Regions from separate parts of the Anser cygnoides genome. Here region 1 is linked to region 2. Evidence: chromatin contacts called from public Hi-C data. All regions are on one chromosome and are shown on one strand. The core of a region is the stretch at or near the end of the contact, and the rest is flanking DNA. Distances in the headings are between cores, read along the strand shown. Region 1 has its middle 51 kb from the start of NDRG1. Region 2 overlaps TG (thyroglobulin).

Region 1 (3,627 bases), core at 55-2,554, 190 kb after region 2:
GGTGGTGATTTGTGATGCCTGATGAACGCCCCCGGGAAATCACTAATTGATTAAATTCTCGTTATCATTTGAAATAGATTATTGTGCTAAGGGAACTGTTGGGCACTCTCGATGCTGTTTACCCAGGGATATGATGAAGCCTGGTCAATGCCATCCTGAAGTTAAGCACTGCTTTACTGTGCTTTGCCTTCTGTTCAGCAGGTGTTTATGAGAGTTCAAAATGTAACATGAAAATTTCACTTCAGATAAGAAGTTCTATACAGAAACATGATAACTACTCAACCACTTGTGTGCATCTGCCATCCTGTTGCTTTTTCATTTTGAAACACATGCCTTTATCTCTCCTTTGTGTTTTAATAATGGCCATAATAGTAACGAACCCAGCTTACTGCACAGAGCTGTAGGCAGGGAGCACGTCGCTCAGTGCTGAAAGGCGAAGTTGTGCAATAACAACACTGAGCAGGATGAGCAAGATAGACAAAAAAAATAGTTTGGATTTCTAAATGCTAGAATTCAAACCACTGGTGCCGGAACTTGGCCCTGTCACCCCAGGACCTGATCTGGGAAGGGAGAAGGGAGGAAACAAGGTCAGATGTTCTCCAGCCTGAGCAGAAGCCAGGTCAGCATCGGTCAGTGTCCATGCCACAATGCAAATAAACATCAGCTTGTAGCCAAAAGCCCCCACTGCTTACTCAACTGAACTGTTTAACTGCACTGTCTACTGGGACAGCACTGCCTACAGGGGCTCCATCATCCTGTTCAAACTGTCAGGATCTGACCAAAGTTAACCTTTTCTGAAGGACACCAGCATTTTGAAACCCTAGACAGATGCTTGGTCTGTCCACTGACCTTTGCTGACGGGCCTGCTGGGAGTGGACACACATTTGTGGAGACCTTGCACTGGCATTTCTCAGAAGCTGAAATGTCCTGTAACAAGATTCACCATTCTTTAAAAAAAGCTGCCTCAGGCTGACTCATTTAAGGGGAAGTATTACTTCCCCCGTGTTATTTTTAACGAAAACAATGAATATTATTATATCTTTTGTTGGCTCTGGCAAGTGTGAGTGGGAGAAAGCAAGTCACAAGATTTATTTACTGAACTGATTGTTTGACTGCCTCTGAAGAACAACCCTAAAGCTAGGACAGCAGTGCTGCAGTTGCAGCTCTTTCAGGTTTTGTATTCCTCCAAAAGAGGAATTATCGCTGGTACAGACAGATGGGTCATCCCTTGGTTCCAGAGGATTACCCCTTTTGTGGCTTCCCACAAAGACGCAGCAGCAGAAAGATGCTTAACGTTTTCAACTGTAAGCCATTTGAGTTTTCAGGCATATTTCAGGAGATAAATAAATAAATAAATAAACAAGAAAGGACTATGGGAAGCAAGCACACCCCTTCATGTGTAGCTGTGCTGGAGTGTTCATGTTGGGTAGGAAAAGTGCTCTTACAAGTTCTGCTAGCTACAAATGTCAGTGTCATTTCAGAAGTGACATCCATTCAGGTCTCTGAATGCAAGTGATATGAAGTCTGCAGGAAGAGGAAATATTTCCACCTGCTGCAGATGGGTAAACCATACCAACCTGTAGGCATGAGAGTAGCCTGGAGAAGGGCTTGCAGTCCAGAAGCACCTTCTGCCTTTTCCAGATGTGCCAACTAATCTGATAAAGGCCATCTCCTTGTCTCACAGTCTAGTTTTTTGTCCCAGCATCCTTCAAACACAGCTGCAAGGCTGATTGTTCACTGATTCCTGTCCTGCCTGCCCATTCCCACCATCCCTCACGCCATCTTCACCCTTCATCCCAGGGATGTCCTGCTCAATGTGGCAGGGCACCAGTGTCAGTCCTGCCTCTGCTCCTCCTCCAGCTCCACACCAACTGCCCATTTACTCACAGTTTTTTTCACGCTAAGAGGATGCAAAATGCTTCTCTTTCTCTCCCTTCAAACACAATTTCTAAAAGAGGTCCCCCAGCTTGGAAAGTCTCTGCTGAAGCTTCAGTGCCAAGACATTGCCCAAAATGCGGAGAAGGAAAAGGGCCCTGGAGCTCCTGAAGACCTGGGCCTCCTGATCTTTAAGGGCTGCTTCCAGCCCAAATGTTGCACAAAACAACCCAGGATCCAGCAAACTCTGATTTGTGAAAGCAAAGGTTATTTGGAACTGGGAATCCTGTTTGTTTGCTTTGTTTGTTGTTGATTTTTAACTGGAAAAGTAAAAACAACAAAAAAAAACAGTTGTTTTTCTTTTTTTTTTCCCTCAATACTTTTGTCTGAAATGACTAATTCTTTAATCGCCCCCTCTTAGGATGCATTTTTACTTTATTTGCATCTATGTTTTCCCAGGAAAAGTAAAGATTTCCCAGGTTACTAGCAGGCTGCAATCACAGTCACACGGTACCTGAGTCTGCTGCAGGTGCTGAGTATGTGCAGACTTCCCACAGTGTGCATACCAACAAACTCCCCTCTCCCCCACCACGCCCCCAAAAGGATAATTTCTCCTATACTCTGCAAAGAAATAAATTATTGATATTGAGTATTCATTAGAAAAAATAATATTTACAGCTTGTTCTTGTGGGAAAGGGACTTGGCTAATAAAACCTTGGCAGACTGCACGTGGTGAGCTGTGTTAGGAGCCTGTGTTGGTGGACACGTCTCACCCTGGGGAGCAGTGGAGGGAGGAATTACCCTCAGTAACAGCAGCACCAGCATTTTCTGGCTGATCGTAGAGAGGGAAGATAAGGTACAAGAGGAGAGCATAGGCCAGTGCCCTATCAGATATACCAGATAACACTGGAATCCTTTACATATTCAAGCAGGACAGACCCCAGAATAAGTTTGATCCACCCAACAAGTATTTCAGGAATGTACTTGGGATTCAGTCTGAAGGCATCCTGCAGGGAGCAGCCCAGCCCTCAGCAGGTGAGGCCCGACCTGCTCTGAAGAGGAAAATACCTGAGACAGAGTCCCTGAGTGGGAGAGCCAAGGCACTGGAGCCTGAAAAAAACGTTGCACTGAATGGCAAACAATTGCTCTCAGCAAATAAATCCTGTAGGGTTGATTGGAAAATATACACTTGAAAATTGGTTTTGAAATGTCTTCTAGGAATTTACCTTCTTGCCGTACATTTGGCAGGAAGCTAGATAAGACGCTGCATTCTTGCCTCACTGCAGAGAAACAAATGCTCTTGAAGTCTCTTGGAGCTTTGCCAAGGAGGGCAAAAAGCCAGGATTCCACATCACCACTTCATTTTCAGTGTGCTGCTTGGTGTCCATAGAGGCTACTTGTCCGGTCACAGGTGAGCTCAGTAGGATGCTCCATGGGGTTGTAGGACCTGCCCGGCTGCACTCAGTACCCACAGCACGCGCTGCTGAGCAGGATGGAAAAGTGATGGGCTTGTGAGAACCTGAATGCAAGGCAAACACACAGAGAAGGATGGAGAAGAAGGATTTCTTCTTCTCCTGACACAGCTTTTCAGTTTTTTTTCGGGGGGTGAGCTCTTAGGAGCAATGAAAACAGCATGGCTGCCAGGAAACTCGTAAGGAAGCCTGCTGTAGGGCAGACATTTGCTGGATAACATCTAGCACAGGTAACCTACAGCACTGAATGTTAAACATTTCTCTGTCACTGGAATCCAAT
Region 2 (3,868 bases), core at 146-2,645:
TAGGTCTGTTGCTGAATATACTCCAAGTTTCTCGTTTAAACATTATTGTTGTTCATTCCTAAATGAATCCTTTCTTATTCTACATCCCATTTCTGCCATTTGACCTCCCTTCCTCAATCTCCCTACGGCATTCCCCCCTCCATACAGCATACGTGCATTGCAAGCTGCCCAGCAGCCTCCCTGCAAGCCGGTGCAGCAGCACTGTGGGGGCCAGCAGCTTCACATGGGACAGTGGCTAAAATTTGCAAGAAACCGCTAGTAATCTGAAACCAAAAAAAATGAACTGCTTGGCAACATTATTGGTGATGTGCCCTACGGGATTAAAACCAATGATGTACATGGGTATCTTAGAGAAAGATCTGTCAACCATGTCACCAACTCCCAAGGGGCCTTCATATTCACTAGAGTAATTAGTGCTGCCAGTTATCAAGTTCTTCCTTGAAAATTATGACTCTCCTTAGGATGAGGAACAGATACTCTGCAGAGCGACATCAGCTTAGGCTAGAAGGTGCGATGTGTGGGTTTGAACCTCTCAGCAGAGGTGAAAATTGAATCAGAGACCCTGCAAACACTCAGCTATTACATTTCTGAATAAAAGAACACAATTACAGCCATTTCTTTGTGTCAATGAATGCAATAACCAATAGTACGTTTTGCACATAGTAGGCATGTATGGGGTATTTTGTGGGCACAAATACTGGTGAATGTGGCTGGAGGAACACCTCACTAGATATTCTGATCACTCATAGGCATTTGGTAGAAAAATAATTTCTCAACCTGTTTGATATTGAATCACATCTAGGTTTGCCATAACCTCTGTTTGTATAAATATAAGCATCTACAGCATTATGTCCATGGGACAACATAAGAGATAAAATAACACTTTTGACGTCTTAGGAGCCTAACTTCTTTCAAAGATCTCAGTTTACACAGGATATGGGCCTTTTCTTCTTTGTGTGTGTTGCTTATATCATAAAGATGATAATGTTAATAATATCTATTATATCTATAATGACTACTACTACTAACCACCTCACAGGGGTTTTGGAGTGGTTACACTAAAATAATGTAATTACAGCAATGGAAGACTATTTATTGTTAGATAAAATATCCTGACTGTGGAAATGGCCATTTTCTAATTAGGCTACTGCACAGTACAGTGACTCATTTCTACTCTGTCACCTCTCTCCTTCTTTATGTGTGTCACCCTAAATGTGTAACAGAAGACAGGGTTAAAATGCAGAGATGAAAAAGTACTGGTATTTCCTCTTGTTTCACATGGAGCAGTCCCTTAATAATTCACAGCAAGATAAACAAAAGGGAGGGAGAAGTCAGCCAGTAAAGACAGACCCAACGGCAGTGATACAAAGTAGACAAAAAGTTATTAAACACAGAGGAACTTTTAGGAGTACAAATCAATTAGCAAAAGCCTGTGTGACAACTGGATGTTTCTAAAATGTACACACACACTCAGACATGCACAGATGCAAGGGCAGGACTAAACATCCCACTCTAGACTGATGTCTATGGCATATGTGGAAAATCACATAAAACCATAAACTGACAGTTGTCGTATAGATAAATTGATCTTGCAGACAGCAAGCTATCCTCTTCCACGTGGTAGCATTCTCCCAAGCTTGGCGTGGCACAGCGTCTGCTTTACTCTTCAGTTCCTGTTTGAATGAAGTGAGATGCATCGCCAGCTCCTGCATTAATGATCTGTGGCAAAAATATATGTAGACCAGATGCCATTTTGTCACTCTCTTTCTGAGAACACTTAGGCCTTGGAGTAAACACTTACTGTAAACAATGCAGGAGGAATGTGAGTGCTCAGCATTGCCTAGGATTAGTGGGAAGGGCTGGAGTACAGTTTTAGTTACAGTAAAGAAATATGCGATAGAAGAAAGTATGTTTTGAGAGATAATATTATGAACTGTACAAAGATTTGCCTTGTTAACCCTTGAAGAGGTTTCTGGGTGATTTTTGCATGTTACTGATATATGAAGTAGCACTGTTTTCTGGGCCAGCATAGTTTCCAAGTCACACTGTGGTGCCAGATGTGCTGTCTTAAATATGATGATGGATAAAATTCAGTGCTCTGCTCACTGAGGAGACCAGATCATCAGCTGCATAGGATGGCAAAGCATCATTATTATCAATGGAGGGGTCTAAACTGAGACTTAAAGAGGCTCTATCTTATTAATATTACCATCATGATTGACACGAAAGCTTTAACAAAACTCTTAAACTGTTGTGCACTGGTCAGATTCCTCCAACGTTAATGAGCTGCTGTCTATTTTGAGTCATTTTGGTTAGGGCTGTCTTCACCTCCTGACTATGCACTCTTATGTATGTTATTGTGAGCTGTTAAAAGACTGCTCCATGCCAAGGTGAACATAACTGGCTGGATTGCAGTCACACTTTATATGAATCTGTAATTCTGAAGATGAGAACTCCTGACTGACAAAAAAAAAAAAAGTGTATAAATCCATTAACTATGTGAAGTATTTTCATTTTCTATGTGCTGATATGCTGAACTAGTTCTGGCTGCTCTTAATATCACTTTAATCGAAGGAGATCTCTTCTGCTTTCATAATAAACATAACCCGTGCAGATTACTCTGCAGTCCTTTAATCTGCCCTCCACGTGTTGTCCACTTGAGGCTCTCCCCGTGACTGTCTCTATTAGTCCATGAGTAGCAACACCTCATAGTATGGAGGACCACTATTGAACAGGGTGCTGTGGAGGCAGACAGAAAGGCACAGATCAGGTCTCCGGGTTTCAAAGGAATTCACCTAACCACAGAGGGCAGGTGAGGCACCAGAGAGGTGGTAACAAGCACAGATGTGATGCCCGTTGCTTCCATGGCTGGGCAGGCAACACAATGGCCTTAGGTAGTACACTTGCTGCAACAACAGCTTGTCACTGTTCTCTATAAAGCTGACCTCCCTCTCATCTCCTAAAAATTGTTTCGCTGTTCTTGTTGGAATTGCCTCTCATCCTTCTGGCTTTATCTGTTGCATTGTGACTGCTGCAGCTATGAAAACACTCGCTAAATCAAACACATCACGCCATTCTCATGTCTGTAGACAGTGTCTCTGCTGCCGAAGTTTTGAGGTCTAGACAACTTGTTTTTTCTTCCCACAGAGTGGCTTAGTGGCCTTTATCATTCAGCAGATTTTTCAGTACTTGGATCTGATCTTAGTTAGGAAGGTAGATGTAAATGTACAAAGCACCAAACTCAGAAGCATCAGAAATCAGCTTTACGTTAAGCAAAATTCAGCTCAGACTCAAAAAAGTACAAATCTCTTTTTGGAACTGCATGTGCTGCAATGGAATGGGCTCTTTCCAGAAAATGTAATCTAGCAGATAAATCCAGAGTCTGTATATGTAGAGAAACCTTTGGTGCTCTGGGGGTTCAGATAAACACATCCACTTTTTAAGCAAATTCATCCATTCATTCAGCATACTGCCCCACCACAAAAGACACTCCAGTGTCAGCATGCCTATTGCTAGCTTTTTAATACAGTAATTCCCTGGCAAAATTCTGTAATGTGTTGTTTAGGAGTTCTGAGATGATAACAACGCTTCCTTCCTTTATTAAGATCAATGATTTATGTGTATTTTTCTCATTTAGCGTGAGATTTCAAGTTCTTAAATTTATTGTCTGCTGCCTCAGTTTTATTTTCTTCCATTGGCACAGCCATAGTGCAAAGTAGAACTTTGCGTGTATTGGGAATAAACCAAGTGGAAAAGACACAGCAAACTCCAGGATACTTTTGCAAGTCACACGTATCTATAGGACATTTTTGGTACAAAAGGGGATAAACTTGGCAGTTCAGTACCACTAGGAATTAAGCTTTTTCCA

What was found. A called contact is a pair of places that touch in the nucleus more often than the background predicts.
Region 1: a contact with region 2 is called in a Hi-C map of liver, with 1.9 times the contacts expected there. The contact joins two enhancer-like sites. A contact is called at or near these places in 2 of 7 Hi-C or Micro-C datasets (granulosa cells and liver).

The regions. Positions count from the first base shown.
Region 1 is chr2:155,677,532-155,681,158 of Taihu_goose_T2T_genome, forward strand. No RefSeq gene overlaps it. Among named protein-coding and RNA genes, the nearest start is that of NDRG1, 51 kb to the left of the region's middle. Within about 2 kb of position 1,305, at least 2 of the 3 cell types and tissues checked have open chromatin away from gene starts, as enhancers often do. A contact at or near this core is called in liver, where this site is marked.
Region 2 is chr2:155,485,241-155,489,108 of Taihu_goose_T2T_genome, forward strand. All of the region lies in intron 45 of TG (thyroglobulin), which reads left to right. Among named protein-coding and RNA genes, the nearest start is that of SLA, 24 kb to the left of the region's middle. Within about 2 kb of position 1,396, at least 2 of the 3 cell types and tissues checked have open chromatin away from gene starts, as enhancers often do. A contact at or near this core is called in liver, where this site is marked.